Regions from separate parts of the Sus scrofa genome. Here regions 2 and 3 are each linked to region 1. Evidence: chromatin contacts called from public Hi-C and promoter capture Hi-C data. All regions are on one chromosome and are shown on one strand. The core of a region is the stretch at or near the end of the contact, and the rest is flanking DNA. Distances in the headings are between cores, read along the strand shown.

Evidence for each region. Promoter capture Hi-C pulls out the DNA fragments that hold promoters and counts their contacts. Hi-C and Micro-C count contacts between places; a contact is called where the count stands out from the background.
Region 2: a contact with region 1 is called in a Hi-C map of liver, with 3 times the contacts expected there. The contact joins the promoter of EBP here to the promoter of HDAC6 in region 1. A contact is called at or near these places in 4 of 47 Hi-C or Micro-C datasets (liver, mesenteric adipose tissue and skeletal muscle).
Region 3: a promoter capture Hi-C map of liver shows a contact between it and region 1, with 4 times the contacts expected there. The contact joins the promoter of RBM3 here to the promoter of HDAC6 in region 1. A contact is called at or near these places in 1 of 5 promoter capture datasets (liver) and 1 of 2 datasets of contacts at active chromatin or transcription factors (alveolar macrophages).

The regions. Positions count from the first base shown.
Region 1 is chrX:42,915,687-42,919,545 of Sscrofa11.1, forward strand. It overlaps HDAC6 (histone deacetylase 6), which reads left to right and starts at 2,225. Exons shown (of 29, transcript XM_003360315.5): 1 at 2,225-2,375; 2 at 3,446-3,568; 3 at 3,653-3,781. The coding sequence starts at 3,476. LOC110257658 (a long non-coding RNA gene) reads right to left here and starts at 2,237. Exons shown (of 6, transcript XR_002340570.1): 1 at 2,152-2,237.
Region 2 is chrX:42,669,876-42,673,734 of Sscrofa11.1, forward strand. EBP (emopamil binding protein (sterol isomerase)) reads left to right here and starts at 2,184. Exons shown (of 4, transcript NM_001167646.1): 1 at 2,184-2,484. The coding sequence starts at 2,184.
Region 3 is chrX:42,702,322-42,706,180 of Sscrofa11.1, forward strand. It overlaps RBM3 (RNA binding motif (RNP1, RRM) protein 3), which reads left to right and starts at 1,728. Exons shown (of 7, transcript NM_001243419.1): 1 at 1,728-1,827; 2 at 2,434-2,552; 3 at 2,795-2,901; 4 at 3,545-3,644; 5 at 3,747-3,846. The coding sequence starts at 2,450.

The DNA.
Region 1 (3,859 bases), core at 975-3,474:
CGGCTTGGATCTGGTGTGGCTGTGGCTGTGGTGTAGGCCAGCGGCTACAGCTCCAATTCAACCCTTAGTTAGAACTTCCATGTGCCATGGGTATGGGCTAAAAAGCAAAAAAAAAGAAAGAAAAGAAAGGGGGGAGTTCCCGTCATGGCACAGTGGAAACGAATCCGACTAGGAACCATGAGGTCGCAGGTTCGATCTCTGGCCTCACTCACTGGATTAAGGATCCCTCGTTGCCATGAGCTGTGGTGTAGGTCGCAGTCGCGGCTCGGATCTGGCGTTGCTGTGGCTGTGGCATAGGCCAGCACCTGTACCTCCAATTAGACCCATAGCCTGGGAAGTTCCATATGCCGTGGGTGTGGCCCTAAAAGACAAAAGGCAAAAAGAAAAAAACAGACAAACAAAAAAAGAAAATGGGAATGAAAGAGAGGGTAGGGAAAGGAAATAAGAAGGAAAAGAAAAAAAGAAAGCCATGGGGTGGGAGAGAGTTGGGAGGGCGCATTGTGGGGGGGGGCGCAACTCCCCCCTACCCATACACTTTCTATTCCAGCTTGCGTGCAGAGGTTACCCACTGGAGGGAGCAGACAGGAAGAGCTGTCACCCAAGAAAAACTCCCCTCCCAAGGTCCATTCTGACTCCCCGGCACTATTATCACAATTTCCCAGAGGAGGAAACTGAAAGGAAATAAGAAGGAAAAGAAAAAAAGAAAGGGAAACAAAAAAAGGAAAGGAGGAGTTTCCTGGCGGCCTAGTGGTTAAGGATTTGGCATAGTCACTGTGGCTGTGGCTCAAGATCCATCTCTGGCTTGGGAACTTCTGTGTGCCATGGAAAGGCAAAAGAAAGAAAAGGAAAGAAAAGGGAAGGTGTTCCCGTCATGGCTCAGCAGAAACGAATCTGACTAGCATCCACGAGGACGCAGGTTCAATCCCTTGCCTGGCTCAGTGGGTTAAAGGATTCGGCATTGCACTGAGCTCTGGTGTAGGTCTCAGACACGGCTCCAAACTGGTGTGGCTGTGGCTGTGGCTGTGGTGTAGGCCGGCAGCTACAGCTCCGACTGGACCCCTAGCCTGGGAACCTCCATATGCTGCGAGTGCAGCCCTAAAAAAAGAAGATGAAGAAAAGAAAAGAGAAAGTGAAAGAAAGAAAAGGAAGGAAGAAAATGCCCCAGAGGCCAGTATGTGGCCTGCAAAACCTAAAATATTTACTATCTGGCCCTTTACAGAAAAAGTTTGCCAACCTTTGTTGTACAGAAACCTCCCTTCTGACTATACAAAAAAAGTGGGTCTTGGCCCTTACAAGACTCCCTACTCTTTCACTTTGCAAGCATCACCTCAGAACGTTCCTCTGTGTTTATCACTGCATATACATGTTTTCTCTGGCGTACGTGGAGGTGTAAAGGTCTTTTAGCTGCGACCCTCTTCCACTGGGACAAAAGACACGTTCAGGTAGGAAAAGAGTGGAAGGGAAGACTAGGTTGAAACGGGTTTGCAAGAGTGTCAGAGGGCCCAGCTACTGGGCGGTGGGGCTGTCAATCTGTTGGTTAGTCAGCGATGCTGAACCCCAGACCCCTTATCTCTCCCGCCCCAGCCTACAGCCCGGTAGGAAATGGTGAAGAATGAGAGAGGGAGATTAGGAGGACAAACCGGCCTCCTGCGAGGCTGATATTCAGACATTTAGCCATGGGGTGGGAGAGAGTTGGGAGGGCGCATTGTGGGGGGGGGGCGCAACTCCCCCCTACCCATACACTTTCTATTCCAGCTTGCGTGCAGAGGTTACCCACTGGAGGGAGCAGACAGGAAGAGCTGTCACCCAAGAAAAACTCCCCTCCCAAGGTCCATTCTGACTCCCCGGCACTATTATCACAATTTCCCAGAGGAGGAAACTGAAGCACAGAGTCGTTCAGTAACTTGCCCAAAGTCACATGGCTAAGTCCCATAACCTCAGTTTCCTTATCTGCAAAGCAGCCTTAGTACTGGGAAGTACCTCATAGAACTGTGGCTTACGACAATGCCTGTCACATACAACTTGCTATCGTCACGATCATTCCCCCTTCCATTCCACCATCCATTTTCGCGGCAGACTATTAATAGCTAACATTTGGTGAGTGCTTCCTTGCGTACCACCTTAGTGAATATGAACTCAGAAAATTCTCACATTTGTCATCATCACCACTCCCTTTTTGGCCGCCACCAGCCTCGTCCAATTTCCACCGCGCTCCAGGCCCAGCCACCAGCCCGCCCGCGCTACGTCATCACGGCGCGCCGCGCGGGAAGCCAGGGGGCAGGGAGAAGACGCCCTTTCCTAACTCCCTCGCTTGCTTGCTTGCACTCTTGAGTCACCGCACGGTACAGTTGGCGCGAGTCCGGTGGGCTCCTAAGGTAACTGGACAGGGACAAAGAAACCGCGGTCACGACCGCCAGGGTGACAGCTGTGGCGATTGGGGGAGGGGAGAAGCTTGAGCCCGAGCGCCGCGTCAGGCAGCCGGCGCGCGCTTCACGCAGGCGCGGCACGGCCAGCGTCGCGCACTGACGCGCTGATCCGCCGTTTGTGCGTTCCGCTGGAGGCGCAAGGCCGGCTCTCCCCGGTGTGGGCGGGATCGGGGCGGGCTGTAGAGAGATCTGGCCCAATGGAAAAGAGAGGCTCAGGCACCCGCGGCCCTACAGGTCGCCGAGAAATTGGCGGCGCGCGCCAAGGGCGGAGTTTGAGAAAGGGGCTGCGCCAAGTGAGTGGAGGGATTCGTCAACGTCGACAGCGGGGGCGGGGAGGGGGGGGCGGGTCTGGGGGAGGGGCTCGGAAATGGCTGTAGGGGCTTGGGGAAGCGTTTGGGGTTGGGCCTGGGCAGGGGGTGGAGCCTGGCGGAAGGGAAAGGGCAGTCCCCTGAGGAGCTGGGCTCCTTGAAACGTTAGGGGCGGGATCTAGCCTAGTGGAAGGTGCCGGTCCAGCCCGATAAGGGGTGGAGTTAAGTGGATCGTTAAGGGTGGAGTCGGGGCCCGGGGCTGGGGCTGGCTGAGTGAAAGGGTGGGTGATTATCCTGGGAGATTGGCTGGCCAGGGCAGGTTTGCGAAGGGGTGGGGTCTGGGCGAGGCTTTGAGGAATGAAAGGATCTGGGAATGGGGCTTGATAGAGTGAAAGGGGCGGTGATTAGCTGGCAAGGGCTGGCTTAGATCAGGACTGGGCCAGGGGGTTAATTGCTCTGTGAAAGAGCCAGACCGAAAGGGTAAAGAATAGTGTAAAGGGGTGGAGCCTCGTGGAATGGGCGGGACCAAGTGGAATGGACACCCCCTTGGAGGGAGAGAGCCTTGAGAGAGGCGGAGTTTAGAGGTGGTGGGGAATAGATAGCCTAAGGGATGGAGGCTAGCGTAGGGGGCGGGGCCTGGGAAGGGGCTGGGATGAGGGGTCTTCAGGGCGCTCGGGGCCCCTTCTCAGTCACCTCCATCCCACCCCCCAGAACCGCGTCAGGGGTGAAGTCTCCCCAGCCATGACCTCCACCGGCCAGGATTCCACCACAACCAGGCAGCGAAGAAGTAGGCACAACCCCCACTCCCCCCCACACGACTCCAGCGTCACCTCGGTGAGGCCCCTGACCGGCCCTCTTGAGGGGGAGGGGGAGCAGTGGGCCGTGTACTGGACTCTGACCCTTCTCTCTGTTTGGCAGAAGCGAGGTGTTAAAAAGGGTGCCGGACTCCGCTCCAGCCCCAATCTAGCGGATGTAAAGAAGAAAGGCAGAATGAAGAAGCTTAGCCAAGCAGCCGAGCAAGACCTAATCGTGGGGCTCCAAGGGCTGGTGAGAGGGGGCCTGGCTGCAATGTAGCCTCCTGTGACAATCAAAACCGTGAGGTTCTCCATCCTGGAGAGTGTGGGA
Region 2 (3,859 bases), core at 934-3,433, 250 kb before region 1:
GGCCTGGGTTGGGTCTGGATACTGACTGAGCAGTCTGGGTGCCTGCTGGCTTAGAGTTAGAGAGTAGGGATTGGCTCTTTAGGGATCCGAGCTGTGTCTGCGATCAACACCACAGCTGACCGGCGACGCCTGATCCCCAACCCACGAGCCACTGAACAAGGCCAGGGATCGAACCCGCATCCTCATGGATACTAGTCGCATTCCTTTCCACTACTCCACAACAGGGAACTCCGGGATTGGCTCTTTAGAGTTGGCACAGGGAGACTGAGAGTCTCCATGCCCATTGGCCAGCAAGGCTGAGGGGCCTGGGTTTTGATTGGTTGTTCTGACTTGAAATGGGGAGAGGTGCAAATGGCTATAGGGCTGAGGAGCAGTGTATAGATTGTGATCTGCCTGCTGCATTCCAGGATTACGATGGAAGTTTGGTCTAGGAAAAAGATCTGATTGCTCCGCCTTTGAAAACGAGGGCAAAGGTGAGAGGACACAATGCAATGCTGATTCAACAGAAGATTGGGGGGAGGATAAACACTCGATTTCCGATGGGATTGATAAGCGGATAGGGAAATTGAAGACGAGACTCGCCGCAGATTGGCTTCCGCCCTAAAACGCCCACCAACCTTGGCCCTCCCCGCCTCTCCCACTCCTGACTGGGTCTCAACCAATAGAGAAAATGGCACCACACATGAGGGCGGGGTCGGAGGCACACAGAGAATTCCTACTGGTTGGGAGCAGCACTGGCCGCCTTGCGAGCCTCTCCATTGGCCAACTCCATAAGGCGAGGAAACCGTGAAGGGATGGGTAAGAATCACGGCTCTCTCGGACCCTGCGAGCTAGCCTAGAGAGACCTGGGAGGCTGTGGGAGAAGCCGCCGCAACCGCGCTGCTGGGTGAGTCCTCTCCGCCAGGACTGCCACTCCATCCCCTAGCTCTTAATTGCCAAATGACCGACCCTCGGCGCGCCTGCGCGAGACCCTTTCTCTCCGCCACCCGCCTGCCAACCCACGCCGTGCCTCCCCGCCCTCCCACGCGCTTGCGCAGGATCCCCGGCTACCGCGCTGTTGTCCGGACGACAGAAGATCCACCTTCTCATTGGGCAGCTGGAGTAGAGGATTCTGGTTTTGATTGGTGGTCTCTGTCTTTGACCCTCCTTTTCCTTTTTAGCGCCCCAAGCTGGGATCCTGTCCTCCACGTTCCTCTTTCTTGCAGGTTGGCTGCGGGTTGCACTCTTTCAGGAGGGATCGGGCAATCCCACACACTGAACCTGAGGGTAGTATTTCTGATTAGTTTTCTCTCTTCTGTCCTGCAGTTGTCAGAACTATGGGGAGGGTAATAGCTGTCCATTGAATGATGCAAGACAGAGACCCCTGCAGTGGGACCTAACCTGGTCGTTGTGTCTCCCCCAGCAGACTGTGACCCTTGAGGGCTGGAACCAGGCCTGGCTCCTTTGTCTCCCCCAGCCGTCTGTGACCTCTAAAAGCGTGGACCAAGCCTGGTTCCTGTGTCTCTCCCCACCAGAGCGTGACCAATGAGGGCTAGGATCTAGTCTGATTCTTGTGTCTGCTCACCAGACTGTGACCAATGAGGGCAGACTAGACCTGGTTCCTGTCTTCCCCTGCAGACTGTAACCAGTGAGGGCTGGGACCTGTTCTGGTTCCTGTGTCCACCACATATGGCTTCCGGAGGGCTGGAACAAACTTTCAGACTTTGCGTGGTCTTCCAGTCATGTTTTTAAAACAGCGTATAATTAATTGAGTCCATTTACATTTCTTATCATAACAGATTGATTTTGTGTGTGTGCGTGTGCTTGTGTGCGTGTGTGTGTCTTTTTAGGGCAGCACTGGCCTCATATGGAATTTCCCAGGCTAGGGGTTGAATTGGAGCTGTAGCTGTCAGCCTGTGCCACAGCCACAGCAATGCGGAGTCTGAGCTGCATCTGCAATCTACACCACAGTTCACAGCAACGTTGGATCCTTAACCCACCGAGCCGGGCCAGGGATCAAACCCACGTCCTCATGGATACTAGACGGGTTCATTACCGCTGAGCCAGAGGGGGAACTCCTAGATTTGATTTTATGATCTCATTCTGTGCTTTCCCTTTGTTTTTTTTTTCCCAGGTTTTTCCTCTTTCTTTGTTCTCCTTTCTACATATCCATACACAGCCCACAGCTGTCAGCCGACAAAGACATGACCACCAACGCCAGCCCCATGCATCCATACTGGCCTCGGCACCTGAGGCTGGACAACTTTGTGCCTAATGACTGCCCCACTTGGCATATCCTGGCTGGCCTCTTCTCCGCCTCTGGAGTCTTAGTCGTCACTACCTGGCTGTTGTCAGGTCGTGCTGCGGTCGTCCCACTGAGCACTTGGCGGAGACTGTCCTTGTGCTGGTTTGCAGTCTGTGGGTTCGTTCACTTGGTGATTGAGGGCTGGTTCTGTCTCTACCACGAGGAGCTTCTTGGAGACCAAGCCTTCTTATCTCAACTCTGTGAGTCCTAAGTTCTTCAGCGTGCTGTGGGAGGGAATTTCCTGGGCAGAGATTGGCTTAGATGGTCACCCACCCACTGACACTTTTCCCATTAATTAAATTTTTTTTTTGGTCTTTTTGCCTTTTCTAGGGCTGCTCTCATGGCACATGGAGGTTCCCAGGCTAGGGGTCGAATCGGAGCTGTAGCTGCCGGCCTACACCAGAGCCACAGCATCGTGGGATCTGAGCCTTGTCTGCGACCTACACCACAGCTCACGGCAACGCCGCGTCCTTAACCCACTGAGCTAGGCCAGGGATTGAACCTGCAACCTCATGGTTCCTAGTCGGATTTGTTAACCACTGCGCCACGACGGGAACTCCCCATTAATATATTTTTAAAATGTATTTAACTTTTTTGTCGCATATATATTCACATGGATCCAAAGCGATTTGGACCCATTTAAAGAAATATGCAGTGAAAATCTATCTACCTTCTATCTACCAAGTTGCCCCCAGTAATTGCTTATATTTCACACACATAAACCTCAGTTTGCTCAACTGTAAAAGAGGGAGAATTGTGGAGTTCCCGTCGTGGCGCAGTGGCTAACAAATCCGACTAGGAACCATGAGGTTTCGGGTTCGATCCCTGCCCTTGCTCAGTGGGTTAGCGATCCAGCGTTGCCGTGAGCTGTGGTGTAGGTTGCAGATGCAGCTCGGATCCTGCGTTGCTGTGGCTCTGGCGTAGGCCGGCGGCTACAGCTCCGATTCGACCCCTAGCCTGGGAACCTCCATATGCCGTGGGAGCAGCCCAAGAAATAGCAAAAAAAAAAAGAGGGAGAATTGTAATATCCAAATACACGTAAGACACTTAGAACAGGGTTTGGCAGGTAGTAGATACCTTATAACTATATCTTTACTTTTTTTTTTTTTTTTAGGGCCACTCTTGTGGCATATGGAGGTTCCCAGTCTAGGGTTCAAATCAGAGGTACAGCTGCCAGCCTACATCACAGCCACAGCAACACAGAATCCAAGCCACGTCTTCGACCTACACCACAGCTCACGACAACACCAGATCCTTAACCCACTGAGCGAAGCCAAGGATCAAACCCGTAACCTCAGGGTTCCTAGTCAGATTCATTTCTGCTGTACCATGACGGGAACTCCTTGTCTTCATCATTTTTATTTTTCTCCTTTTTGTAAATGATAACATGCTATATACACATCTTTTTCTTTTTCCCCTTTTTGTAGGGCCGTACTCAAGGCACATGGAAGTTGCCAGGCTAGGGGTCAAAACAGAGCTGCAACCGCCAGCCCTACGCCATAGCCACAGCAGCACTGTGCGCATTTGCAACCTATACCGCAGCTTGTGGCACTGTTGGATCCTTAACCCACTGAG
Region 3 (3,859 bases), core at 478-2,977, 210 kb before region 1:
AACTTCCATATGCCACAGGTGTGCCCCCCCCAAAAAAACCAAAACATAATGCTGGCTGAAAAAAAAAGTCAAAAAAAAAATGGCAGTACCATTTACTTTAAGAGCATACACAAAAATGCAGATTTTATATGCACTCACACCAAAACATACACATTAAACTTGATAAAGTGTTTAACTGTGGGAGGAAGAAAATGATATTTGGGTGCAAGAATAAAAGAATAAATAAAATGAGAGGTTTTGTATGGACCATGAAGATGTGTCATAAGCTGTGGAATACGATCAGAGTTCAGACACTTTGAGAGGTAAACAAGTACCTTTTTTTTTTTTTTTTTTTTGCATGGGGGCTCAGATTCTCAGGGGCTAAGACCAGTACATATGTGGACAATGTAAAATCTATTCACATCCATCCTGGGCTTAGGGGGTCTGGATATGGCAAAAGCCAGACAAGTCCATTTTGTGGATGTACACCATACAGTACTCCAAAAGTTAACAAATCTAGTCTGTGTTTGGGGTCCTGACTCTTAGCAGGCTGGACAAGTCCACCCCATGAGTTAACACACTTAGAGTTTCCAAGGACAAACTAACCCATTCTTCCTTGATGGGTTCCTCGGAAATGAAAAGTCTGTCAAATCTATTCATTGTAAAGGTAGCTCAGACACTCAGAAGGCTGAAAAAGACCAAATTGTGGGCAGTGGGTTCAAACACTTCTTGTTTGGGATGAGAGCATTATGTATTCTTAAAGTCCTTTCTGTGCATCAAGGGTTCAGCAACCCTGTGACAGCAAAAATCGTTCTCTTGGATTGAAGTTTGGGGCATCCTGTTTTTATTTATTTACTTTTTAAATTTCTTTGTCTTTTTGCCTTTTCTAGGGCCGCTCCTGAGGCATATGGAGGTTCCCAGGCTAGGGGTCTAATCGGAGCTGTAGCTGCCGGCCTACACCACAGCCACAGCAACGCGGGATCCAAGCCGCGTCTGTGACCTACAACCACAGCTCACGGCAACGCCGGATCCTTAACCCGCTGGGCGAGGCTGGGAATCGAACCCACAACTTCATGGTTCCTAGTCGGATTCGTTAACCACTGAGTCATGATGGGAAATCCTGGGGCATCCTGTTTTTAGAAGGCCCCTCGGGCAGTCTACTGGTGGGGGAATTCGAGAAACTGGCTTCAGGAGGGTGCCAGATAAGAATGAGCGCTGAAGTTATAAATGAGCAAGAATAATGCCAGGGAAAGGAGTCCCATACCAGGTGGCTAGATGTCGGGCACAGAGAAGAAAATGTAGGAGTCAGAGTCAGGCACTGAGAAACAAAGGGTCTGATGTTAAGGGCTGTGAAGGCTGATGACTCAGGGACTGTGCGGGGATAAAGCACTGGGGATATGAAGTTAGAGGACTAGAAGGTGAAAGAAGTTATCGGCGGACCTAAAGGAAGACATCAGAACCAATGGGGGAAATGACGTCAAGATTGGAGTGATGTCCGGAATGGAAAGGAGTGTGAGAGCGGAAAGGTTTGTGCACAAACAGGATGAAGAAAGCTGTGGCCAGTGGAGGGATGCTGACATCACCGTGCACCAACTACCCAAAAACCGCCTCCATTCCCTGAGGCGGGCTCAACGCTTTGCTCCCTAGGCTTTGCCGTCACTTCCTCCCACCCCATTGGATGAGACTCAATGGCCTCATCCAATGAGCACTCACGCCGGCACGCGCGGCAGACGTTCCGTGACGTATACGCTACGTACGCTTATCAAGCGTCTTCCCGCGCGACATTCTTCCCAGTCTGTCGGCTTCTTAGCTGTAGCCGTGTCTTCTGCCTTTTTTTCTAATTTCCAGGTAAGCAGCGTTGGTCTGGCAGAGGGGCCGCTCCTCGATTCACTAACGTGCGCCGCGTTGGGCGAGAGCGAGTGGGAGAGTAGAGGTTTCTGACACGTAGACTTGCGCTTTTCCGGGGCAGGCGGGTCCCATGCTCGGAGGTGACATTTTTGGGGTTGGTGCGAGGCTGGCGCGCTATCTCCGAGTGCGAGGAATGCCGGGAGGGACTGGCGGCTTGGGTAGCGGCAGTGACCACGCGACGGCAGAGACCTGCGGAAGGGAGGTGGGGATGTGTGTCGGGGGTGGGGGAGTGCGGTTTTTTTCGTCACGTGACTTCCACCATCTTCTGCTGGTGAGGAGGGAGCGTGCAAGGGTGTTCTGGGCATGCGCGGCCGCACAAAATGACGGGCGTGTTGGCAGGGGATTTTGTGAGCATGCGCGAAAGTGGTCCCCCAAAACGGCTATCTCGCTGAGCCAGCCCGGCAGATTCCCGCCTTTTTGGCTTCTTTACTTTTTTTGGGTGGGGGGTCTCCTTATTTAGTTATTTTTGTCTATTCTCCATTCTCTCGTCTCTTCTCAAAACTCCGACCTTTTCTTTCATCTCCACTGTCCATATCCTCCCCGAAGGACTCAATTTATTGACATGTCTTCTGAAGAAGGGAAGCTCTTCGTGGGAGGGCTCAACTTCAACACAGATGAGCAGGCTCTGGAAGACCACTTCAGCAGTTTCGGACCTATTTCTGAGGGTGAGACATGGGCCAGAGGTGTGATGGGGGGAGTTGTGGGAGAACATCTGGGCCCCATGCGTTTCAAAGAACATGGAGAGGAGGGTCAGGACTCCAAGCCTTTACATTACCCTTTTCCTTCCTTTGTTCCTAGGCCCAAGGCTGAGAACTCAATTGAGGGTTGGTGGAAGGGAGGTCCATTCTTTACCTGACACCCTTTGCCGCTTTTTTTCCTCACCTCTCTCTCCTCTCCCTTTTCCCAGTGGTCGTTGTCAAGGACCGGGAGACTCAGCGATCCCGGGGTTTTGGCTTCATTACCTTCACCAATCCAGAACATGCTTCAAATGCAATGAGAGCCATGAATGGAGAGGTGAGGCCTCCTACCTGCATAGGGGCCCTGCCCCCATCTGTCACTTCCACCATTCTTTCTGTTTTTTTCCCTCTGTCTGCCAGGGGCAGCGCGGCCACCAAGCCCCGCAGTGCCCACTCACAGGAGCGTGACTGCCTTCTGTTCTAGGGGGTGGAGGGCAGCGGCAGACAGAGCCGGGCTGCCTGGGAGGCGACGACTGGTCCTGCATGAGGCCGAGAAGCCACCTGTGGATGGTTGACCTGCCCTGGGCTTAGGTAGTAGAGTCTGCAGACCTGCGGGCCTGGCCCGGAGAGGACCTCGTGAGTCTTCTGGGATGGACTCTGAAGCCTCAAACCAAGAGAGGTGTCTATCTAGCCCTAATAGTTGGGCAGCTTAGAGGAGTGGGGAGGAGAGCTCAACCTGAGTTCGGTCAAGATGTAAGTAGTAGCAGGGGGAACACGGTGATTCAGGTCGTTTTGTGGGATTCTGTACCTCCTGATAAAGCCGTTCTGGCCAAAGGAGCTTGTTCTGGAATGTGGCACCCAGAACCTGGTGCCCAGCAGAAATTTCTGGGCTCTTTTGCCCACCTGCCCAGCCCACTCTTACCTTACCACTGCCCTGTCTGACCACCAACCCATCCATCCTTTTGTTTCCCTACACCTAGTCTCTGGATGGTCGCCAGATCCGTGTGGACCACGCTGGCAAGTCGGCCCGGGGAACGAGAGGGGGTGCCTTTGGGGCCCGTGGTCGTGGCTACTCTAGAGGTAAGTGCAGTGGTAAGTTTGACCATGGGGTATGGAGGAGAGCCACCTGTTACTGGCTTATGTTTGGAGAGCAGCCATGAAAATATTTCTTGCTTGCTGTAGGTGGAGGGGACCAGGGCTATGGAAATGGCAGATATGACAGTCGACCTGGAGGATATGGCTACGGATATGGATATGGAAGGTCCAGAGACTATGGCAGCAGGTGGGTAGCCAAA